Regions from separate parts of the Mus musculus genome. Here regions 2, 3, 4, 5, 6 and 7 are each linked to region 1. A link is a contact called in public ChIA-PET and HiChIP or PLAC-seq data. All regions are on one chromosome and are shown on one strand. The core of a region is the stretch at or near the end of the contact, and the rest is flanking DNA. Distances in the headings are between cores, read along the strand shown. Region 1 overlaps Septin9 (septin 9). Region 2 has its middle 6.5 kb from the start of St6galnac2. Region 3 has its middle 8.0 kb from the start of Gm38514. Region 4 holds the start of Birc5 (baculoviral IAP repeat-containing 5). Region 5 holds the start of Tha1 (threonine aldolase 1). Region 6 overlaps Ube2o (ubiquitin-conjugating enzyme E2O). Region 7 holds the start of Tk1 (thymidine kinase 1).

Region 1 (3,082 bases), core at 111-2,610:
GACCTCCCACAGCTGGGCCCTTCCTCCTGTGCTTGGTCACATGGTGCAGGCCAGAGGGGCTCCAGGGGAGGAAAGGCCACCAGGAAGAGTTTGCTGAGGGACTGGGCTGGGGGGCCGGGGAAGAGCTCGCTTTGGCCCAGGCATGGACAGGCAGAGACGGACGTTCATGGGTGGCTATTCAGTATCACTGGTCACCCAGCCCTTTCTGACAGTGGGAATCTAGGCTGGCTCCTATCCTGACGGACAATTCCCACTTCCTCCTGGGCACTGAGCCGACCCTAACATCAGCCCTCCCTCAGCACCAGGGCTCCAGAAGGACCCAGATTTCCGCTGGCCCGAGCTTTAGCAAACCAGTGCCTGGAACAGCTCCGAAAAGCACTTTGTTTGACTTGTTTATTTAGAAACAAGAGTCTCACGTAGCCCAGGCTGACCTCAAACTCACTCTGGAGTCAAGCATCAGCCTGAGTTTCTGTCCTCCTGCTTACACTTCCCCAATGCTCAGACTACGGGCGGGCGGGGACCACCGCACTCAGTTTATACAGCGCTGGGGTCTGAGCCCAAGGGTCTTTTGCATGGGAGCAAGCATTCTACCAACCAAACCACACTCAGCCAGAAAACTCGCTGGTACAAAGTGGTTTCCAGCAACACCTCTCACCAGACTCTTCCCAGAGGCTTAGGAGGGAGGAAGACGCCAGCAACCCATTTTATAGACACATCAACTGAGTCATACAGAGACTTCCCAAAGCTAAGTGCTACAGAGTCAGCAGAAAACACAGCAGGCAGAGGATAGCTCTGATCCTGTATCAGGGTCGAAGACAGCCCTGGGAATATGGGGCGGGGCACAGAAGAAGGTTCTAAACAAAGCAGGAGGCACAGAGGAGTGAAGATCACCAGTGCAGTAATTGGCCTCACAGCACAGCAGCATCTGCGTGTCCAATTGGCGAATCCAAGTAAGGCCAACGGTCCCCTGTATCTCTGCCTCCTGCCAGCTCTCCCGAGGGACCACAGAAGTGAGGCTCTCACTTTATGGAGTATCCAGAGACCCCTCCTGTTGGGCCAAGGAGGCTAAGCAGAGGCCACCACCCCCTCATGCACTACGGAAACCACAGGTCTCTTCCTTCACCTGCCAGCTGAGGCTCGGAGGCAAACACTCTAAGCTGTGTGGCCTGGAGCCAGTGGTTCCCTCTCTCTGCGCCTCCTCTTCAACACTAACCCAGCACTTGGAACATGTAAGAACGAACACAGCAAGGATCCAGAATTAATGAACTATTAATGCGGCCGGGAGTTAAGAGGACAGCCTCCAGAGCTGTCCCTAAAATGGAAACAAATCTCTCGACTCCAAGCAGGGCAGAATGGAGCCAAGGGCAGCCTCCCGGGCCAGCTTCTCCTGGGCTGAGCCGGGCTCGGGCCCTCAGCCACCCTCCTGATGATGTCATGCTGGCACCTGCTTCTACAACACATGTTTGGACTTTCCAGCTTGTTTGCCCCTCCCCACCGACCTTCCCCCACTCTTTCTTACTCATTCTTTCCCTTCATTGCTGTTCAAAAAAAAATCTCAGAGGCCAAATGTGTCAGCTGGCTCCCTGGAAGAGTGTCTGTAGCCAGGATGAAGGGCTATGAGTGGCAGGAGAGTCTTGAGATGCAGAGACTGGGAGAACCTTGAGATGGGTTACCGGAAACAGCCAGGGTCCACCTGGATGCTCACACAGCCTCCCCGACACCGGTCCTCTATTTAGGGGCTATAATTCCTCTGTGTGCGTGAGTGAAGGCCAGAGAGTAATCTGACAGTCTGATGTGTCATTCCTCAGAGCACCATCAGGTAGTTTGTTTTTAAAGACAAAGATTGGCGTGGGGTTCACCACGTAGGCTGGGCTGGCCAGCCATTGAATCCCAAGGACCTGCTTGTGTCTGCCTCCCCGCCACCAGCATGCTTGACTTTCTACTTGGGTTCGAGGCATGATTCTTAGGTCCTCATGCTTGCTATTGAGGAATCCCACCATGTGTTCACCAGCCTAGCACAGAGGCTGCGTGCTGGTGCAAGACCGTCCTCCCGAGTGGTCCCCAGATGGGAGGCAGGAGAGGGACGAGTGGCCTGTTCCTGCTAACAGCTTGTTGGACATGTAGAATAACCTTTATTCTGGTTTTCCACCTGGCACTGGGCCAGAGGATAAGGGGAGGCTGGGAGGTAAGCAGGGCCAGGAGACAGGAGACCTCAGGGCACTTTCTCTGCAGACAGAGGCATCCCTGGAAACTGTTGGACAAGAGCTTTCCCCAGGAGACTGCATGCCAGCACAGAATCCAAAGCCACACAGAGGAAGCCAGGAGGGCAGATGACATCCTTATACTGTGGGCTGCAGGCAGGTGGCTGAAGTTCTCTGAGCCTTGACTCCCTGATCTGGAAGATGACTGGGGTCAGAGGTCAGTGCCCCTTTCCCAGGTCCAGCTTCATGGGCCTCACCATCCTACCCATCAGTGCCAGGCCCTATGTCAGGACAGACATTTTCTAAACTCTCCAGGCCTCTTTCTCTCACCGCAGCTTGGCCCACCTCAACCCCTCCACCCACAGCTCTGAGGGTTGCTCAGGGCCAGAACCTAGAAATGAAAAGACAAGGCCAGGAGTTCCCCTCCCAGTCCCCTGGGCCACATCGGCTGGCTGACCTCCCAGGAAGCAGGACACAGGCTACTGTCCTGGCTGCCCTGTCTGGCTCCAGGACAGGCAGGGGATGGCTAGGTTCAGTCTGCTTCTGCATCTAGGCTCCTGGGGTGGCCACAGTGAGCCCTGGGCTGAGTCGCAGGTGGCCCAGGATTGCTGGGTGCTGTTTAAGCCAATGCACACCCATCTTAGAGCTCACTCCCAGGAAGACTAAAAGAAAAGCCCAGGGGCTTCATAGGATGCTAGACCTGAGCAGCTGGGCTGTGAAAAGGAAGAGGCCAGTCCCTGTAGACCAGACACCCTGCATCCTGCACCCAGGCGTGGTTTCAGGCGATCCCGTGGAGGAGGCCAGGGTATACGATCTCTTCCACACTGCGATCCTCCACCCCCTCCCCGCCCCTCCCCGGTCTCAACACTCAGCTCATTCCA
Region 2 (3,144 bases), core at 174-2,673, 610 kb after region 1:
GGCAATCTGTTCTAATCTTCGGGCTCCTTCTCTGGCTCATTCTGTCTTCACCTGTGTCTAACTTCTTTTCTCTCTGCAGCAACAGCCCCAGGAAAACTGCCACTTTTCTCTTCCCCTCAAGTAGCTTCCCTTTCCACTCTCTTCTCCTGAGAGCTGGGCACATCCTAGTCTGTTAAATCTTTCTGTGATTTGCCTTAGTTCTCAGGGTTCACAGTGTGATCAAATATCCCGCAACACCCAATAAAAATGAATGTGCAGTTGATACAGATAACTTAGACGGTCTCCATAGAAGTATACTGAGGGAGCCAGGCAGTGGTGGTGCATGACTTTAGTCCCAGCACTTAGGAGGCAGAGGCAGGAGGATCTCTGTGAGTTCCAGGACAGCCTGCCCTACAGAGAACGTTCCAGGACAGCTAGGGCTAAAGGAAGAAACCCTGTCTTAGAAAAAAAAGAAAAAAACAAAACAAAAAACAATAACAACAACAAAGTAGAATTATACCAGGGGAGGGGTGGTCATAAACATTGAAGGAGAAGAGACAGTGAATGGCATGGCTCGGCCGGGAAAAGCCACCAGGTAGCAAGCCTGACAACATGAGTTCCATCCTTGAGGTTCACATGGTGGAACAAGAGAATGGACTCCTGCAAGTTGTCCTCTGACTACCACAGGCACGCAAGCAAACAAATAAAATAAGTAAATAAATAAACAAATAATGTGATTTTTAAAAGGTTTATTAAAAGCTGGAGAATGGATGCTTTCTTGAAGTGACAGAATTATAGAAGTAAAGACTAGTCAGGGGTGATGGGTGGAGGTAGATGAGGAAAAGGGGAAAGAGGGCCTGGTTGTAAAAGGGCAACCTGAGGGATTCTGGTAGCCATGGAAACTGACTTTATAAATCCTTCATCCTGCTCAGTATCCTGCTTTCGAGTATACTGTGTGGTTTGTGGTTTCTCAAGATGGCATGCAGGGAGGAGGGAGAAACCTGGGTAAAGGCTAGCCACACCTACTCTAGAAAGAACCACTACAGTAAGGGGTGCCACGCTGCACATGACCCTGCAGCCCTCTCAAAGAGGATAAGAGAGTTGATTTTGAAGTCAAGTGTGAGTGGTACTGGCTCAGGAACACAGGCTCATTGCTCTCAACAGTCTGTGTTTCATCATGGAAGCAATCTCATGAAGTTTTTAATAGTAATGGAACAAAGCAAGTTGGTCACAAATGAAGGTGCTTTCAAATGCCTGGGGCAAACAGCAGGAGAGCTGCAGCGGGGAAACGGGCACCTCCTGCTGTGGCATTCCTAGCTGAGTGGGAAGCACACACTTGGTACATTCCAGAAGACTTACTTAATGGTCACTAAGACCTTAGGTCCGGCCTCCAGCAGTTCAAAACCAGTTCCAGGAAGTGGGGGGTGAGGGAGGGGATGGGGGGGGGACTGAAATTAGTCAAAGATAATTTGGCTCTGGACTTGCAAAACTCCAACTATCTGTGATCACAGTGTTCTAGTCAGTCAACTAGACTTGCAGAAGGTTCATTCAAAGCTACAGCTTCCTAAGAACTTTTGTGGACAGAAGTTTCATTTAAATGCTTTAATAGGCCAGGAGATGGCTGAATTAAGAGCATGCGTGGCTCCTGCAGGGGACTGAGTTCAATTCCCAGGACCCACATGGTGGCTCACAACCATCTGTGACTCCAGGCTCATAAGTCTGACCCCTTCTTCAGACCCCAACCAGTACATACATGGTACACAGATGTACATGCAGGCCAATTCTCTTTCTCTCTTTCACACATTGTATTTATTTTTATATTTTGAGGCTTTATTTTTGCTTTATATGTATCAGTGTTTTGTTTGCATATATCTGTGTACCAAATGCATGGAGTGCCCAGGGGGGGCCACAAGAGGGCATTGGATCCCCTGGAACTGGAGTTATAAACAGTTGTTAGCTGCCATGTGGGTGCTGGGAATCGAACTCAGGTCCTCTGCAAGAGCAACAAGTACTCTTGACCCTACACCATCTCTCTAGCTCCATTCGTGCACATTTTAACAAATACACAGAACATAAATCTCAGCCATTTTTAGGGAGCAAGTCAATAATGTTAATATTTTTATTGTAGGGGCTGGAGAGATGGCTCAGCAGGTAAGAGTACTGCCTGTTCTTCCAGAGGTCATGAGTTCAATTTCCAGCACACATGGTGGCTCACAACCATCTGTAATGGAATCCAATGTCCTCTTCTGGTGTGTCTGAAGACAGTAACAGTGTACTCACATACATAAAATAAGTATTTTTAAGAAATATATTAATATTATAGCCTAATACTTGAAATACTTTATTTTGTGAAAATTGAGACTCGGAACCCATTAAACAACTCTACATTTCTCATTCTCCACACCTAGTAACACTAATTCCACACTCTGACTCTCATATAAGTGTATCTTACACATGGTGTTGAGCTCTTTGTGGCTTATTTCATTTAACATAATGTCATTCATATTGGACCCAGTGTCAGGCTTTCCTTTGTGTGTGTGTGTGTGTGTGTGTGTGTGTGTGTGTGTGTTTTATTTATGTGTACGTTGCATGTGTCCATTTGGTTGTGTGGACATTGCTTGCATACAGTGAGTGCCCTCTGTGGCTAAAAGAGGGTGTCTGATCTTTTGGAACTGGAGCTAGGTAGACTATAAGCTTCCTGATACAGGTTCTAGAAACAGAACCCCTATCTTCTGCAAGAGCAGCAAGGGTTGAGCCATTTCTCCAGCACCCATTTTTCTTCTTCTTCTTCTTCTTCTTCTTCTTCTTCTTCTTCTTCTTCTTCTTCTTCCTTCTTCAAGATTTATTTTTAAGCTGGCACACACCTTTAATTCCAGCACTGGGGAGACAGAGGCAGGCAGAGCTGTATTCAAAGCCATCCTGGTCTACAGAGTCAGTTCTAGGACAGCCAGGGATACACAGAGAAACCCTGTCTTGAAAAAAAAAGAAGGGGATGGGGTGGTATTTTTAAGTATGTGCATCTGTGTGTGGGTATGTGCATGCGAGTGTGTCAGATCCAGAGCTGGAGTAACAGGCCCTTTGGAGCCACCCAACATGAGTGCTGGGACTGGGACACGCTCCTAGTCTCGGAGCTGTCTCTCTGGCCCCAGACTTTGCCTTTAAGGC
Region 3 (3,231 bases), core at 240-2,739, 830 kb before region 1:
GGGGCTGCATAATGTTCCGTGTGTGTGTGTGTGTGTGTGTGTGTGTGCGCGCGCGTGTGTGTGTGTGTGTGTGCTGACTCTGCACACTAGTGTTCTCATGGTTATTATTACTTCAAGTGCTTCTTCCCTGTTTAAACAGAAGTTTGGGACTATATCATATATATGCACAGTATACAGAATATATGAGATAGAGGAAGGGCATGGATTTACTTTATTTTTCCTCTTTTCTTTCTTTCTTTCTTTCTTTCTTTTTTTTTTTTTTTTTTTCTGAGACAGGGTTTCTCTGTGTAGCCCTGGCTGCCCTGGAAGTCTGTAGACCAGGCTGGCCTTGAACTCAGAGATCCCCCTGCTTCTGCCTCCTCCGTAGTACTAGGCTTAAAGGTGTACACCACCACCTAGTCTTTTGCTTTTTGTTTTTTAAGATAGGGTCTCATGTAGCCCAGGGTATCCCTGAACTCACTCTGCAGCTTAGGCTAGACCCTTCTGATCCCTGATGCTCATGCTCCCACCTTGCAAGCACTGGGAATGCAGGTGACCCCAAGCCTATCTGGAGTCACTGGCCTTGTACACACGGTGTCCTCGGGAGAATCTGAGGGCCCCCGGGACTGTAGCTTGGGTCACACAGTCATACCAGGCATGCCTGCCGTCTCACCGGTCTCCAGCCTCTCAGCACAGGACTCTCAGGTGAGACAGGATGGAACCAAGCACTGTGGAGGGAAGTCAGAGGCTAGACCCTGAGTCCAGCATCACTTCCTCTGCATCTTGTTGTCCACAGCAAATCACAAGGCCAAGTTACATGCAAGGGACGTAGGCGCCCACCTCCTGTTGGAAGGCACCGCAGGTCTCGTGGTCGAGGTGCCTGCATCTTAACTTCTACTGTGGATCTCCTGCTTCTTGTTTTCCACTGGGAAGTTTGAGTCTCTTCTGCTTCTCAGACATGAGGCAGCTCCAAGTCTCTGATGTGCCAATGTTTCTTGGTGCCACCCCTCCCTGCTGTGTTCCCCAGGCCCCATTTATTCCTTGATCACATGGACACCCATGTGTGTGGGAGCCCAGGCTATCTCAGTAACGCCCAAAGCTCCATGCCCGCTGTCAGTCCTGAGGCCCTACCAGCTGCCCTGCCTTTCTCCTCCTTCCTGCTGTGTGCAGTCCCCCCACCCGTGTTCTGAAGGCTGCCCTCCAGCTACCTCCCTCCACTCCTCCTCCGGCACTCTGCCGTCTGTCCGCTGTGTATGCTAGCTTTCAGTTTGATGTTTGCTTCCTGTGAGAGCCTCTGTCACTTGCCCAGGAGCCTCAGTTTGGTGAGCTTGACATGGCAAACTCACATGGCCACGGCTAGGCAGATGTGCCCGGAGCAAAGCTGAAGGGATGGTGAAAGAGGCCAGAGCCTGTGGCGTGTAATCCATTGGTGTGTGCGTCACTCGGGATTTACTGAGCTGCGCTCCTGTGGAAACAGGAAAGAGATCTCAGTGTCACAGGGACACCACCTTCCTTGTGGTGCGTGCTGACGGAAGAGGAAGGGCGTTGCAGTGAGTCAGGCACAGCCACACGCCCAGTCATGTGTCACTGGTCCAGAAAATTACAGCAGCATAACAGCTCAGAGGATGAAGTGCTGTGGTCTTTACTCCCAGTAGGGAGCCCGGGTCTTTGCTGCTTCATTATTCTTTGTTTTGTGTGTGTGTGTGTGTGTGCACACGCATGCGTGTGCATGTGTATGTGTGCATGCACGCACATAGGTATACATGTGTGTGCATGGGTCTACATGTGTGTATATATGTGTATGCACAGTCTACATATGTGTATATGGGTATGCATGTGTGTGCATGGGTATACATGTGTGTTTGTGTGTGCATAGGTATATGTATGTGTACATAGGTATACATGGGTATGCATGGGTATACCTATGTAAGAACAACTTACAGTAGTCCATTTTCTCCACCATGTGGGTCCCAGAGATCAAATTCAGGTCATCAGGCTTAGTAGCAAGTGTCTATACCCATTGAACCACATCTCTGGTCGGTGGTCCGTTGTTACCCTTCTGAGACCATGCCTCCCATAGCCAGCTTCAAACTCACTGTGTGGTTGCGGATGACTCCTCCCTTCTGATCCCCTTTCCTCTTCCTCCCAAGGGATGGCTAGCCCTGTGGATGGGCTGCTAGGATGATGATAGTCACATACAAATAGCCCAGTGGATGGGCTGCTAGGATGATGATAGTCACGTACAGATAGCCCAGTGGATGGGCTGCTAGGATGATGATAGTCACATACAGATAGCCCAGTGGATGAGCTGCTGGGATGATGATAGTCATATACAGATAGCCCTGTGGATGGGCTGCTAGGATGATGATAGTCACATACAAATAGCCCAGTGGATGGGCTGCTGGGTGATAGTCACGTACAGATAGCCCAGTGGATGGGCTGCTGGGATGATGATAGTCACGTACAGATAGCCCAGTGGATGGGCTGCTGGGTGATAGTCACGTACAGATAGCCTAGTGGATGGGCTGCTGAGGCTAACAAGGCCAGAGCACATTTGAGTACTTTGCAAGCACTGTGTACTACACTGTCCTTAGAAATGCACTCTCAGAGAACGGCTGGTGACTGTCACCCTGACAAGCCTGCCTTCCAGCGTGTCTTCATTCATTGGTTCTTGAGGTGGCCACCTTGCCTCACATGTGGGGCACTTGTACAGCTAACACACTGGGTTGGTTAAGGAAGGAAGGGTGCTTTATCTGCCTCATGTTGGAGGGCACAGTCCACCTTGATGGGGAGGACATGAGGCAGCTGGTCACAGTGCAGCTGCAGGCAGGACGCATAGAGTGCTGGCAATCATCAGCTCAGTTTATTGAGTGCAAGCCCCCATCGCAGGGGATGGTACGGCCCACAGTCAGCATGGGTCTTCCCTTCCTTCCCTTCCTCTCCACATCTGATCTTACCCAGCAGGCTGAGCTGCAGTAGTTAAACCTCCCTAGAAACACGCTAGGAGACAGCCAGAGCTGTTTTTCCAGAATGAATCTAAGTCCAGTGAAGTTGATGTTGAAGATTGGCCACCATAGTGCCTCTCAGCAAGATCCTTGGAGAACTGGATTAGAGTCAGAGAAAGCAGCCTCTATGCTAGGCTTGGCTGCTTGCTGTGTGACCTCCATTGGATGATGACACTCTCTGAGAGCTAGCTCCCTTACAGGGGTGGGAGTGTTTAGATGCCTCCCTGGAAGGTCATTGGAAGATTAT
Region 4 (3,333 bases), core at 731-3,230, 540 kb before region 1:
GCAGGACTGCAGTTAGAACACAGCTTGTAAGCTCTAAAGACAGACAACATTAAGTCTTTTTTTTTTCTTTTTAAATTTTGCTTTGCATGTATGAGTGCTCTGTGTAGATGTGTCCCATGTGTGCTGAGTGTCCTCAGAAGCAAGAAGGGGGCCTCAGATCCTCCGGGACTGGAGTTGTAATTGATTGTGAGCCACCAGGTGGGTGCTGGGAACCAAACCTGGGTCTTCTGTAAAAGCAACAAGTGGTCTTAACCTCTGAGCCAGCTCTCAGCCTTTTTTTTTTTTTTAATTTTTTTTTTTTTTTTAGATTTTTAAAAAGACCTTAAAAAGTCACTAAGCTACTGATTTTTGCAGTAGATGGATTATATTTCAATAGACCTGTTTTTAATGAATCATAGTCCAGGATTATAAATTATTTCTCTGCTGGTTAAATGAACCAATTCAAGCCAGATTAGATGTTATGAAATGCAGGTTTATTGGAAAGCTGCTCCCAGGTGAATTCACTGGGCTCAAGGACTGAGGCCAGGGGAGTCACCATGGGAAGGTGAGAGAAAGAACACATGTAGAGAGAGAAGAAGAGAAGTCCAAAATGCCTGGATTATATAGGGTGGAGCCTCTGGGGGGAAGGGCTGCCCAGTTCCTGGGCTGGAAGTTCAGAGTTGGGGGCAAAGTATGCCAGGGAGGGAGTGAGGGATGCTGGGAGAGCCTGGAGTCCAGGTCTGCTTTGATATGTAGAATAAGCACCTCAGTTCCTACTCCTGGGGTCTGAAACCAAACAGGGGCCACTGAAATGGCCCAGGTGAGGATGCTTGCTGCCAAACCTGCTCACCTGAGCTCAATTCCAGGGACCAACACAATAAGAGAGAAGTTATCCCCCCAAGCTGTCTTGACACCAACATCCACCATGACACCCACATCCAAACATACACAAATAGAAATATAAATTAAGTAATAATAACATATTTAAAAATTTGGTTGGGCAGTGGTGCTGCACGCCTTTAATCCCAGCACTTGGGAGGCAGAGGCAGGCGGATTTCTGAGTTCGAGGCCAGCCTGGTCTACAGAGTGAGTTCCAGGACAGCCAAGGCTGCACAGACAAACCCTGTTTTAAAACAAAAACAAAACACAACAAAAAAACCTCAGGCAAAACCATGCATGTTGGCAACACTCAGGAAACCAAGGCAGAAATTGAGAATTCAAGACTAGTCTGAGCTGTATAACTGGAACACTTGAGCAAGAAGCATGCTCTTCTACTAAATACAAATGGTTTGTCCCAACTCCAGTTCAACCCAAAAGGCTCTCAATGGAAGGGGAACACCAGGAAACCCACCGAGAGTAGCCTGTGGGACTTACATCGGGTTGTCATCGGGTTCCCAGCCTTCCAATTCCTTAAAGCAGAAAAAACACTGGGCCAAATCAGGCTCGTTCTCGGTAGGGCAGTGGATGAAGCCAGCCTCCGCCATCTGAAAATGACAGCTCGTGAGCGGGATCAACAGTCTGACCTTATCCCATGATTCCCAGAGATCGTTCCGGGCCGAGAACTGAGGACAGTGGGAAGAGGCCCGGAGGCTAACAGTGGTTCAGGCAGAGGGTGGGGAGAGCGGGGGGGGGGGGTGGCCTCGTGGAGGACAGAGCAGAGCAAAGCAGCCTGGCTAACAGTACGAAGCGAGGGTGGGGATAGCGGGTTCTGATCCCGGGTCACACAACTAAGGCACCGTCGGGCCCAGGGTGGAGTCGCTGGAAGCTGGGACTCACTCGCTCTGGGGTGCAGGCGCAGTCCTCCAGGAAGGGCCAGTTCTTGAAGGTGGCGATGCGGTAGTTCTTGAGGTACAGCTGCCAGATCTGGGGCAGCGCCGGAGCTCCCATGATGGCGTCACCACAACCTCCGCCAAGACGACTCAAACGCAGGATTCAAATCGCGCGGGCGGAGGCGCGCCGCAGAGCATGCCGGGAGAGCCCCGGCCCCACGCCCTCGCCCGCTGCCTTCTGGGAGTGGACGGCGCGAGGCGAGCCGGGAAAGTCCCGCCCCACGCCCATCTGCGCCTGGCCTTGTGGGCGTGGCGGGCGCAGGGCATGCTGGGAGTTGTACCTTCTGCTGCGGTTCCTTCTTGCTATTCTGACTCGAATCTTCCGCAGCTGCTCCCCAGAGGACACGGAGGGTGGCCGAGGGCGGTGGACGGGCCTGGGGCACCTCTTTAAAGCATGTCCGCTGCAAGTCCCATGTGCTCTGCAGGTTCTTCCTGCCTCAAGGTTTGCAGGATTTGGCCAGCTAGATATCGGAATGGAAGTGCCTCGGACCCACCCACAGGCTGGTGGAGGGGCGCCCTTAGGAAGACAGGAGACCCTCCTCCCTGCAGCAGCCGCCATCCTTCCTATAGACACCCTGGGATGGAGGCGGGGTCTGTATGTCCCAGCGCTGGAAAAGAAAGTCAATGGGTGTCTATTTCTGAGACCATCGGCCTGGCTCAGACCAAAGGGAAGCAGCCATACACCGCAAGAGAGTCCAGGAGCAGAAGAAAAATACTGCTTCCTGGGTGTGACTGTTGGCTGCTGAGCCTGCCTTGCTGCGGGCCCGTTTTCAGTGTCTCTGTTCCTGTCGGGCGGCCTGTGGTTGCAGTGGCTTCTAAAGAGCTTCACACTGCAGACAGCAGGCTGGGCATGCCCCGAACACAGCCCAGGTTGGCGTTGCAAACGAGTGCCCTGATAATTCGGTTTCCTTTTCAATAAATCTCAGTAGGCTTCCTGCCAGTGGGCCTCCAATGAGCTCCAGGCCACCTCACAGATTGTGAGGAAGAACAGATCATACCACATAGGCAGCTGGAACAAGAGGGGTTTTGTCACGTCCCGAAGAAACATGGATCAAGTATCAATTCCTGTGGCTCCCCCCAGCTCTTCTCACCCTGCCCCTATCCTAAACCTCACCAGTCCAGCGTTTGAGCTTCTCTTCCCTGTATAGACCAGCCATTTCTACAGCTTGCTCCCTTGGTCTGAAACTTTCCACTTCTCTCTTGGTCCTCTTCCCTCTCTCATCTCTTCCTCTCCTCTCTCATGGCCCGGTTCAGATAGGACTCTTCCCTGTAGTGAGAATTTGAGTTTCTCTAAAAGCCCAGTTATGTTTTATGAATGTGTTTTTGTTTTAATCCCAGGTGTGGAGTAAGAGGTGGCTTCCCAGCAAATAATTAGGGTTTGCCTTGCGCAAGGGTGTGATTTTTGCCAACTTCAGGAGAGCGTTTATTGTTTGGAATTCTGGGAAGTCTTTAGAGGGTATAAATGCCTTGAGCCCTGAGAGAGACAGGGGTGCTCTGAAGAGGCTGCTCCTCCCCCTGCTGTTCC
Region 5 (3,334 bases), core at 674-3,173, 560 kb before region 1:
AAGCCTGCCTGGCTGCTCCTTTCCAACATGCCACCCACAGACACGGCTAAAAGAAGGCAAATGACAGAGAGGAGGCACAGTCTGCATCCGAGAGACACCGCCGTGTTAGACCAGGGCCTCTGCTCCAACAAGCCCTGCTCAGAGCAACTTGCTCCCAATAGACACCGTAGACAGACAACTGGGACCCACACTTTGGAAACAGAAGCAGCTGAGCAGGGCTGAGTTCCCAACCTCCCTGTATGGGGAAAGGTCACCCCTTGGCCCTGGTAAGGCAGAGTGTATCCCACAATAGAAGAACCAAGTTCCAGGGCCTTGCAGTTCCAACGTCAGGATAAACAGCAGCACTTCCCACGAGCCAGGCTGGACAAGCGCAGCTTCTGATCCTCACCAGAGTTAGGGACCATGGCCACAAGTTGTCTGCTGACACACTATTGGGAGCGGGCAAATGCTATCTATGTTCCTTCTTTTTAATTTTAATTTTTTGAAACAGAGTCTCACTTTAGTACAGATTGGCCTGAAAGTCTCAAATATCCTCCCGCCTCCCCCAACCCCACCCCGCCCCAAAGGACTGAGATTACAGGCATGAGCCACCATGCCTGCCTTTTGCAGTACTGAGGAATCAATCTAAGGATCACATGCTTACTAGCTAGGTGCTCTGTCACAGGGCTCTTGGGCATGACTTCCATGGAAGCACCTTGTCTCTCCAAGCCAATGGTATAGGAAAAAGAAAGATTTCTAGATACCTCCAAAACTCCGTTTCCCATATGTCCTAGAGAGATGGCAGACACAAACCCATACAGTCTCTTGGAGACTCTGTAACTCTAGCTCCAGGTTGTCCAGCGCCCTCTTCTGGCCCCAGTAGGTAACTACACTCATGTGTATCTACTCCCCACCCCACACATATGATTTTTAAAGTTTTAAATCTCCCCCCCCCCCCATACAGGGTCTCTGTGTAGCCTTGATTGTCCTGGAACTCTGTGGACCAGGCTGGCCTCGAATTCAGAGATCCGCCTACCTCTGCCTCCCCAGTGCTGGAATTAAAGGTGTGTGCCACCACCTCCCAGCTTTAAATTCATTTAAAAGAAGAATTTGGGGAGAGGAGAGGGGAAGGGGAGGGGGAAGGAGGAGGAGGAGGGGAGAGGAGGGAGGGGGAATGTATCCCATTTGGTAGCATGCTTGCCTAGCACTTACAAAGCCCTAAATCTAGTTCCCAGCACAGCGTAAACTGGGCATGGTGGCACACACTTGAATTCCCAAGCAGGACGGTCAGATGTTCAAGGTCAACTAGGTTACCCAGTGAGTTCAGAACTAATTTTGTTGTTTGTTTGTTTGTTTTGAGACAAGGTTTCTCTGTGTAGCCCTGGCTGTCCTGGAACTCACTTTGTAAACCAGGCTGGCCTCGAACTCAGAAATCCGCCTGCCTCTGCCTCCCAAGTGCTGTGATTAAAGGCGTGCGCCACCACTGCCCGGCCAGAACTAATTTTTAAGGAGAAAAATTAAAAAGACTCCAGTGGTTGAAAGCTACTGTTTATGGGCAACACGGTACCATACTTGATTCCTGGACTTCACATCAGTGTCTGCAGCCTGTTTCCTCGGGTGTAAAATGAGGACCGTGAGGGACTGGAGAGGTGGCTCAGAGGCATGGAACTGATTATGAAGAGAACCTGAGTTCCATTCCCAAACACCCAGGTGTTTCCCAGAGTGGCTGAGACGCTTAATTAAGTTAAATCTGCAGTGCCACGAGCAGTACCATGTACACGCTAAAATCCCCGGACCTCAGCTTTGTTTCCCACTCAGCAAAGTAAGGAACTGTCATTCCAAAATCTCCTAGCCTTTGGAACAACGGAACACAAAAACTACAACTCTCAGCATGCTGCGGGGCTCGAATAATGTATAAAACTCCAGAGAGGACTACAATTCCCATAGTGCCCCGGGCTTGCCCAGTTCAGGTCCGCGCGGGGTCAGAAGAGTCCAGTTACACGGGTTCCCCGCTGGCACGGAAGAGACTGTCCTCCGCTCCTGCGGCCGAGAAAGACGAGTGCCACAGCCATGCTATGCAGCCTGTTCCGGGCCGCCATGCTACGCAGCCTGTTCCGGGCCACGGTCCCGGGGCTCAGGGTGCCCTGGGCTCAGTGGTCTAGGAATTGGGCGGGGGTCCCAGCCCACGTGGTGGACCTACGCAGCGACACGGTGACCCGGCCAGGGCCGGCCATGAGGCGCGCTATGGCCGAAGCGGTTGTAGGAGACGATGATTACGGCGAAGACCCTACGGTCCACGGTGAGCCCGGCGAACAGGCCCGGGGCAGGGGTCGTTGCGGTGACCCCGGGACGCTGTCCGTGGTTCTGACAGGACAGCACGGACGCAGAGGGGTGCCTCGCTGACATTTGAGGACGCTCAGTGGTGCACTCTGCGTTCTTGTTCCTTCTCGGAGAGATCCCTGGTAATGCAGACTCTTGAGCTCCACAATGGACTTGGGGAGCCAGAATCTGCATTTTAACAGGACCACCTGGTGATTTCTGCCCACTGTCACCCAATTGCCCAGATGGGTGTTGTCCAGACTTGGCAAAGCAAGACCCCGAGATGGGCAGAGAGGAGTTCAAGGACCCACATCAGGAACAGGGAAGAACCAGGGTTTGAGACAGGTCTTACTACAAGGAGGGCTAACTACTCTCCTTCATTCATTGGCTGACTTCACAAAGACAAAATCAATCCAGCAAAGAAAGTGCTCGCTGCTCCTTCACAGGGGGGGGGGGGGGGTGCAGAATTTCATATCTAGGGAGTGCAGCGCGTTAAGGAGACAGCAAACCAAAGCCCACCCGGGGTCAATAGTCACTGCTAAGGTGGACCTCTAGTGCTGCTGTGTGTGCACTAGAGATCCAGAGATACACCAGAGATCACACTTGACCTTTGTGGACCCAGGGGTGATTGGGGCTGATCTAGAATCTCTTGACAACAAGATATTACCAGGAACTTCAAAGATGCTGAGCTACACTGCTCTCAGCAGGCACCTGGTGTAAACAGGTCACCACATCAAGGCTGGGAGGTCCTGGCCTCGACAGGAGTCTGAGGAGGGTGAACCAGGGGCTGGGAGGAGGAGCGAGCAGAACTCATCCCCGACCGCACACAGGGCTCAGGGAGACACGGGTATGTGTCCTCTGGGGACAGAATCTAGATCACTTTAGCACTGAGCATTGTGTCACAGACAGGAGAGCCACCATGGCCTTTACCCAGGCCATCCACTCACCCGCCAGCTGCACTCTTTGTGCCCTGCCCGCTCCCCAGAGGCTCTTCTTCCGTGGTGATGTGCAGAGGAAGTCCACAGGGAAACCACAA
Region 6 (3,245 bases), core at 295-2,794, 740 kb after region 1:
TGTCTGATCAAGATGCGGTTACTGACCTTGGCGTTCAAAAACACTATTTCTGGGGAACCTTTGATTGCCTAGAATGTTGAGTGAATAGAGCACTAGCCTGCCTCAGTCCAGCACCGACCTACCAAGGGCCGCCTTCCACTGCTAGAAGCAAGAGGGCTTCTGTATCCCTGAAAACTGTCAATAGTGGGACTCCAGCCTGACCTGCTGTCCCCTGCTGCTGGGAATGCTGACTCATGAATCAGGGCCAAGAGCGATTCCTTGGGAAGCCTGAGCTCTGCCTCAGTCCCTTCCTCCCTCTGGCCTGTGGTCTGTTTTCTGCTTCAGGACATGCAAGGTGTTTCGTGCCTTCCCTGCTTCATTGATGGCCTTGCTTTTTCCTTTCTCATTTTTGTTTGATCAAGAACTTTCTCTTTTATTATTTTACACAACATTGGGCCTCATGGAATTCCCTGGAACCTATTTGGGGCCCACGTTTTTTAAAAAGAAGTACAAGTATCATGTGTAATGTGAATGACTGTGGACACGTGACAGTGTCAGCTGCCTCTGTGATCCCCTCAGAGTGGGAGTCAGGACAGTTGTGGGTTTCTCCCAGAACAACATGATCTAAACTCCTGTTAGGTCCGTGGGAACTTTGAGACCCTGGTCTGTGACTAGCCTCTTTCTTGGGACTGCTAATCAGGCCTGACAGTCTAAAGTGAGGAAATGGCCCTTGGGAAGGTGTAAGAGCATCCAGCTCAGGCGCTGTCACTGTCCTTTCTCAGTAGGAGTTTGGTAGTTTTGATTAGCTCCTTCCTCAGACTTTGTCTAATGGCCTGGGGTAGGGGGGTCAGGAAGGGAAGGGGGCAGTGGTGGAGATGTACGTCAGTGCTGCAGCAGCCCCAGTGCTGCAGCAGCCCCGGAACATTCTTTTGCTGAGCAGTAGTGCCCTTTAGAACCCCTCCGGACCTGACATCTCAGCCTGCCCCGGGGTCTGTTAGGAACCACCCGATGTGTGGTTGGCTATATGGGGAAGAGCCAAGTGCTTACTGGAATTTTTTTGTAGATCAGAGTAAAATTGAATCACATTAATGGCTGTCTGAATTTATCTGTTCCAAGGTTATTTGTCCTTCAACTCAGGGTGACCGTGTTGAATGAAGCCTTGGTCACGTGTGTCCAGGTTGTCAGAGTCCTCCACATAACCGGTGGCGTTCTTCCAGGGGAGGATAAGTCAAAGCAAGATTTCATGATTTAATTGACCTTTGGTCTTCCGTCTGGCCCCTCACAGTGGGGAGGGGCTCCGCCCCTCCCTTCCAAGGACCCCGTGGGCAGTAACTGTGAGATGGCTCCCCTTAGGGGTTAGATCTCGCTGGTTGTGTATGTGACTGGGCAGTCAGTTTGCTTGCCTGTTTTGAAAGACTGCAGCAGCAGCATTTGCTGTTCTACAGCTGGGCCACGGGACTGAGACACTTGCTTTGTCATTTTTGGCTCAAGCTGATAGCAGCCACATCTGGGGGACAGTCTGACTATGGCAATTTAAAGGTTTTTTTAAAAAAAATAAGATGCTGAGTCATCTGAGAGGCTGGGGAGAGCCAGTCAGCCCTACCCAACCAGAAAGCTGAAGATGGGCTAGCACGGACAGATTTCCTGCAGGCTCCTTCAGAGAAAGCCTCCTTCGTTTGCATACTGCAGCTAGAGCCTGGGTTCTGGCAGTCCTTCTGCCTGGCTCATCTCTGAGCCGCTTGTGAGAGCCTCGACTGGGATGTATGTGCAGGGTTTCTGAAGCAGCCTGGATGGCCTTCTCACCCAGTGCGTTTGCTGGCCCCTGAAGGGAAGTTCTACAGGAACACAACTGTCTGTCTCCTAGAACATCAGGCTTGGCGTATGCGGTGCTAGAGGCGTCCTGGATTTGTCTGCTTCTGCTTCATGTCTTAAGGGGCATAGAGGGCCCTGAAGGTTGATGACATCATCTTCTGGCCAGGGAGGAGAGCTTCTCCTGGCCTCGGGGACATCCCAGTCCTGGGCTGGTGGAATTGGTTGTCTGCCTCCCATTTCCTCATGACCCCTCACCTTTGGCCTTCCATCTGGCCTGTCACACTGCATATGATGGCTCCCCGGAGGTTGTAAGTGACTAGGAAATTTCTGGTCACCATATTTGCTGACTGTCTTAGTCACTGGACCTTTGATGCTATTTAATGCAGACAACTCAGCTCTCTTATTTTTGACATTTATTTTGTGTTTATATGTTTGTGGGCACATGTGTGCCATGAAAAGCATTTGAAGGTCAGAGAACACCTTGTGAGTTCTCTTCTACCTTACATGTTAGAAATCGGACTCTAAGGTTGTCAGACTCGGCAGCAAGCCCCTTTACACCTTGAGCCATCTCCGCAGCCTGAGCACCCACGCCCTAAGGCTTTATCTTAAAGGAATTGGGTTCTTCCCTTTATATCTGACTTACCTTTTTTTTTCTTTTTTTCTTCTCATTTTCTTCCCTAGAAGCCTTGCTCAGCCTCTCCTTCCCTCCCCTCGGCTCCCGTTTCCTCTTTTCTCTCCCTCCCTGGGTTCTGAGCACGTGTGGTACCTGCACCTGGATGAGTGCCTGCCACGGCTGCATCACTGTCCTCGTTGCCTGGTGTACATTCTACCAAGCCATCTAGCACCTCAGACTTCGTGGTGTAGCCTTGTGCTATGACTGCCCTCCCCTCCCCAGGTCTGTGGGATTCAAAACACGCCCCCGACTTTTTAATAGGAAAACATTGCAGACGTCCAGAAAAGCTGAAGAAGTAGACCACTGATAACTAATTGCCAGCCACCGTGAGTCAGCAACCTTTGTCACTCTGCCATCTGGCTTCGTCTGTGTATGTGAAAGTGAGTCCTTGGAAGCCACTTGTGAGTTAGGTGCAGACACGATGGCAGTGCACCCTGAGTGCTAAAGCTCGCAGCTTCTGACAGTCAGAATGCTGCCACTGCTAGGAGGTCCTCTTGGACTTTGACCTCTTTGCCATCAGTGTCTGGTTGAGCCACCTGCTCCCTGGGCTTGCCTTTGCTTTTCTCCCATGGTTATTTACGTGGGACTGAGCCATGGCCTCATACATGGTAGGTGGATGACCTCACACACCTCGTCCTTACTTTGGGTTCTGAGACAGGGTCTTACCCCAGGCTGGCCTTGAGCTCACTAGAGTATCGCCTGCTCACTCCATTTCTGGAGTAGTTGGCACTACAGACCTGCAGCACCAGGCCTGGCTGCTCTGCTCAGTTCTTCCCTACAG
Region 7 (3,138 bases), core at 607-3,106, 510 kb before region 1:
TGCCAGAGGGGTTCCCTAGCGGCAACCATGCCTTTAACCAGCTAACGGCCTTCATGAGACATGAGGTCTGTAAATGGCATTAGGGGGCCAAATTCCTACGGGAACTGAGACCACAGGAGGTGAGGCAACTGTGTGACCATTAGCAATCAAGTGGCATGAGCTGTTTTTCTGGGAGGACAGTATTCTGACCACAGGCACATACAGGGTCCCAGGGACAGAGGTAAGCAGGAAGAAGTCAAAAGTCAGTTTGCAAATGTTGCTCAGCCAGATGGCAGCTGCAGAAGGCTATGCAGCCAGAGGTGTGGTAAACGCAGCTGGAATCCCAGCTCGCTGTGAGGCAGAGGGAGGCAGAGGCAGGAGGACAGCCAAGCCAGTTCCTGGATAGATAGCCAGGACTACACAGTGAGACTCTGTTTACAAATAAACAGTGTTTGGGTTATAAAGTGAAAAGTGGGGACAGTTCAGTGGCAGAGCATTTGCCTGTTGTGCTGGGTTCAATCTCTACCACCACGAGGGGAAAATGTAAGATGCCCACACTTAACACAGAAAGCCAGGAGGACACAGGTTCCTAAGCCAACACAGGAATCCTGAAGACAGTGAGTGCGTCTTCACACTGAGGCCTGGGGCTGGGCACCTTTGGCTCTCTCCAGCTGTCTCTAGCCTTGCTCTTCTCGTTGATATAATGGGGGTGCTAGACGCCCACAGGGTTGGAAGGGAGGTGTGTAAGAGAAACAATGTAAGCCCCTTGCTCAAACACAGCTGCCTCTGCCTCTTCCTGTTGAATGTTCGTCTTACATGCTATAGACCCTTCTCGTTCCGGTTGGTACCTGCTGGATGCTAGGGGCCTGGCTAGGCATCATCTTTTTTTTTTTTGTCGTCTTTTTGTTTTCTCATCTCTTGTAACTGTGTAGCTGCCTCGAGGATCAAGTGCTGAGATTACTGACATGTGCCAAAAGTCTTTTTATTTCCTCTTTAAATGTGTGTGCCTGCAGTCCCTTCTGGAGCTGGACGCTGTGAGCTGTCTTGATGTGGGTGTTGGAAATCCTCAACTCTGCGCCTCCGGAGGAGCTGTGGATGCTCAACAGCCGAGCCATTTCTCTAGCCCTCTGCCTTCATTTTTACTATTAGGATTTATGATTGATTGTATTTTAAAGTTTATTTTTTGTGTAGTCCTGGCTGACCTGGAACTCACTCTGTAGACCCGGCTGGCCTTGAACTTAAGTCACCTGCCTGCCTCTGCCTGGAATTGAATGCTTGAGCCACCCCCGAGGACACATGTTCCTAACTTTCAACAGATTCTAAGTGATGTCTGTCTGTGACCAAAACAAAGAAGCCTGTTTAATACAAGCTAACCAGTCAAGAAATCCTAGTGGAATGGTAATTAACTACAGCAAGCGCCAAAATGTGTTGTCCTGCTTTGTGTATGCCTTTGGTAACCCTTGCCGCAACCAATGGCAGACAGAGTAACCAAACAAATTCCTGAGTGAGAAGGTTTCTGGGCATGCTCGGTGTGAGCCATAGGAGTTTTAGCATGGGAATTCTGAAGCCGCTCAATACAGTCTGTCCCTGAAGGTGCCTGCCTTACTTTGCGACTCACAGCAAGGACCCCCAGCCTTGGCACCTTCCAGACTGTAGTTACAGAAACACAGAATCACACTGCACAACCTCAGAGTAAGGTCCAAACCCTAAGCCCCTTAGTTCCTGCTGGAACTTGAGTTTTCGCTGTCTTTAAAACCAGGCTAACAAGCTAAACCTGCTCTATGACGAGAAAAATGAAGAAATCTGGCGCTCAACGCTTGGAAATTTGGCTTGTGGGCATCCTAAAATTCCAGTCCCGGCTCTGGGCGGCTGCACCACACCTACCTCCGAAGACAAGTTCCTCCAGGGATTCTGGCCCGCAGAAAGGGAAGGAAACGCCATGGCCAGATCCGGAGGGGATGGTCGAGCTCCAGGCTTTTCACGTAGCTGAGAGGTGGGACGAGTCTTGTCTTCGTCCCGCCCCCTTTTGAGTTCGCGGGCAAATGCGAGCAGTAAGTCGAAATTTTTCCACCCACGGACTCTCGGTGCTAACTAAGGTTTGCACAGCAGCCATGAGCTACATCAATCTGCCCACCGTGCTGCCCAGCTCCCCCAGCAAGACTCGGGGGCAGATTCAGGTGCGGGGTCTGGAGTGGGGTCGGGTGGTGGCTGGTGCGGGGTGTACAAGGGGGAGACCCCTTAAATGACTTCTCTTCTAGGTGATTCTCGGGCCCATGTTCTCAGGGAAAAGGTAATGAATGGGCCTTCGGGGCGGTGGGCCTCCCTCTCTCTCTGCAGCCTCTCTCTCTGCAGGCCCTGGCTCTCCTCTCCCCCCTCCCCCATCTTCCCAGGAGCCTCTGACTAGGCGGCAAACGCGCTCGACCTCTGTGTGTACATTCCCGCCCAAAATTCGATTTCCTGGATTGCTGCCATCCTCCTGCCCAAGCCTTTTCTCTTGGGGAACCCTATCTTTGCTGAGGCGGACCACATGGGGGTACAATTGAAGACCCCAGCCCACATTACCCAGGAGCCCACCGAACTCTCATGTGTCCCCTGGGAGTTAGGCACCTTCTCTGACAGTTTCCTCATTCATTCCCCATGCGAGCTCTCCTAAAGCCTTGGAGCCCAATTAACTCTGAGGTGAGGGTCTAAACTCTGGGAGTCCCACCCAGAATAACAAACACACACTACTTGGGTTTTCTTTGCTTTATCTTGGGGTTAGTTTTTGTTTTTTTTTTTTTAACTCAGCGTCTTTATTTGTGGCCCAACTCAGAGATCCGCTTGCCTCTGCTGGGGTGCATCACCATACCAGGCACCTCATTATTTCTGAATGGTCTGGTGTCACCTCAATTTGTCCCTTGCCCCGAGGGTGAGGGCCAAACTCATGATCTGGGATCCAGAAGCAAGCTCTCTGGTGATTCTGTCAAAGACTTTGAAGTTCATTCATGAAAATTGAATTTTGTTCAGAACAGCATGGGGTGAACGGCTGCAGTTCCGGCTGCCCGACGCTAGGTGGTAGTGGCAGCCCGCCTTTTGCTCGGGCCTCATGTGCTCTGGTTAATTCTTGCAGCACAGAGCTGATGAGAAGAGTCCGGCGCTTCCAGATCGCCCAGTACAAGT

Evidence for each region. ChIA-PET counts read pairs in DNA pulled down with a chosen protein or histone mark. HiChIP or PLAC-seq counts read pairs in DNA pulled down with a chosen protein or histone mark.
Region 2: a contact with region 1 is called in a FOXA1 HiChIP or PLAC-seq map of pancreatic cancer cells. The contact joins two enhancer-like sites. A contact is called at or near these places in 1 of 115 datasets of contacts at active chromatin or transcription factors (pancreatic cancer cells) and 2 of 9 other capture datasets (adipose tissue and embryonic stem cells).
Region 3: an RNA polymerase II ChIA-PET map of memory CD8 T cells shows a contact between it and region 1, with 13 read pairs. The contact joins two enhancer-like sites. A contact is called at or near these places in 1 of 15 datasets of contacts at CTCF or cohesin (large pre-B cells), 1 of 484 Hi-C or Micro-C datasets (CD8 T cells) and 3 of 115 datasets of contacts at active chromatin or transcription factors (memory CD8 T cells, pancreatic cancer cells and thymic regulatory T cells).
Region 4: a contact with region 1 is called in a FOXA1 HiChIP or PLAC-seq map of pancreatic cancer cells. The contact joins the promoter of Birc5 here to the enhancer-like site in region 1. A contact is called at or near these places in 1 of 39 promoter capture datasets (neural stem cells), 1 of 15 datasets of contacts at CTCF or cohesin (large pre-B cells) and 9 of 115 datasets of contacts at active chromatin or transcription factors (craniofacial prominence, embryonic basal ganglia, embryonic forebrain and 6 more).
Region 5: a FOXA1 HiChIP or PLAC-seq map of pancreatic cancer cells shows a contact between it and region 1. The contact joins the promoter of Tha1 here to the enhancer-like site in region 1. A contact is called at or near these places in 1 of 39 promoter capture datasets (hippocampal neurons), 3 of 115 datasets of contacts at active chromatin or transcription factors (memory CD8 T cells, microglia and pancreatic cancer cells) and 1 of 9 other capture datasets (embryonic stem cells).
Region 6: a FOXA1 HiChIP or PLAC-seq map of pancreatic cancer cells shows a contact between it and region 1. The contact joins two enhancer-like sites. A contact is called at or near these places in 4 of 115 datasets of contacts at active chromatin or transcription factors (bone marrow-derived macrophages, embryonic stem cells, large pre-B cells and 1 more).
Region 7: an HNF4G HiChIP or PLAC-seq map of pancreatic cancer cells shows a contact between it and region 1. The contact joins the promoter of Tk1 here to the enhancer-like site in region 1. A contact is called at or near these places in 1 of 39 promoter capture datasets (embryonic stem cells), 1 of 15 datasets of contacts at CTCF or cohesin (large pre-B cells), 5 of 484 Hi-C or Micro-C datasets (the G1E-ER4 cell line, embryonic stem cells, liver and 1 more), 14 of 115 datasets of contacts at active chromatin or transcription factors (craniofacial prominence, double positive thymocytes, embryonic basal ganglia and 10 more) and 4 of 9 other capture datasets (adipose tissue, embryonic stem cells, liver and 1 more).

What each region holds. Positions count from the first base shown.
Region 1 is chr11:117,309,644-117,312,725 of GRCm38.p6, reverse strand. All of the region lies in intron 2 of Septin9 (septin 9), which reads right to left. Among named protein-coding and RNA genes, the nearest start is that of Gm34065, 16 kb to the left of the region's middle. Within about 2 kb of position 1,360, at least 136 of the 459 cell types and tissues checked have an H3K27ac peak or open chromatin away from gene starts, as enhancers often do. A contact at or near this core is called in CD8 T cells, adipose tissue, double positive thymocytes and 7 more, where this site is marked.
Region 2 is chr11:116,699,605-116,702,748 of GRCm38.p6, reverse strand. No RefSeq gene overlaps it. Among named protein-coding and RNA genes, the nearest start is that of St6galnac2, 6.5 kb to the right of the region's middle. Within about 2 kb of position 1,423, at least 41 of the 459 cell types and tissues checked have an H3K27ac peak or open chromatin away from gene starts, as enhancers often do. A contact at or near this core is called in pancreatic cancer cells, where this site is marked.
Region 3 is chr11:118,144,174-118,147,404 of GRCm38.p6, reverse strand. No RefSeq gene overlaps it. Among named protein-coding and RNA genes, the nearest start is that of Gm38514, 8.0 kb to the right of the region's middle. Within about 2 kb of position 1,489, at least 204 of the 459 cell types and tissues checked have an H3K27ac peak or open chromatin away from gene starts, as enhancers often do. A contact at or near this core is called in CD8 T cells, memory CD8 T cells and pancreatic cancer cells, where this site is marked.
Region 4 is chr11:117,847,884-117,851,216 of GRCm38.p6, reverse strand. Birc5 (baculoviral IAP repeat-containing 5) reads right to left here and starts at 1,980. Exons shown (of 4, transcript NM_009689.2): 1 at 1,756-1,980; 2 at 1,354-1,463. The coding sequence starts at 1,866.
Region 5 is chr11:117,872,115-117,875,448 of GRCm38.p6, reverse strand. Tha1 (threonine aldolase 1) reads left to right here and starts at 1,923. Exons shown (of 7, transcript NM_027919.4): 1 at 1,923-2,278. The coding sequence starts at 2,050. It overlaps Gm11725 (a long non-coding RNA gene), which reads right to left. Exons shown (of 3, transcript XR_001780380.2): 2 at 3,246-3,334.
Region 6 is chr11:116,571,625-116,574,869 of GRCm38.p6, reverse strand. All of the region lies in intron 1 of Ube2o (ubiquitin-conjugating enzyme E2O), which reads left to right. Among named protein-coding and RNA genes, the nearest start is that of Ube2o, 8.2 kb to the left of the region's middle. Within about 2 kb of position 1,544, at least 93 of the 459 cell types and tissues checked have an H3K27ac peak or open chromatin away from gene starts, as enhancers often do. A contact at or near this core is called in pancreatic cancer cells, where this site is marked.
Region 7 is chr11:117,824,732-117,827,869 of GRCm38.p6, reverse strand. Tk1 (thymidine kinase 1) reads left to right here and starts at 1,856. Exons shown (of 7, transcript NM_009387.2): 1 at 1,856-2,156; 2 at 2,238-2,269; 3 at 3,089-3,138. The coding sequence starts at 2,091. It overlaps Afmid (arylformamidase), which reads right to left and starts at 1,951. Exons shown (of 11, transcript NM_027827.3): 1 at 1,864-1,951. The coding sequence starts at 1,920.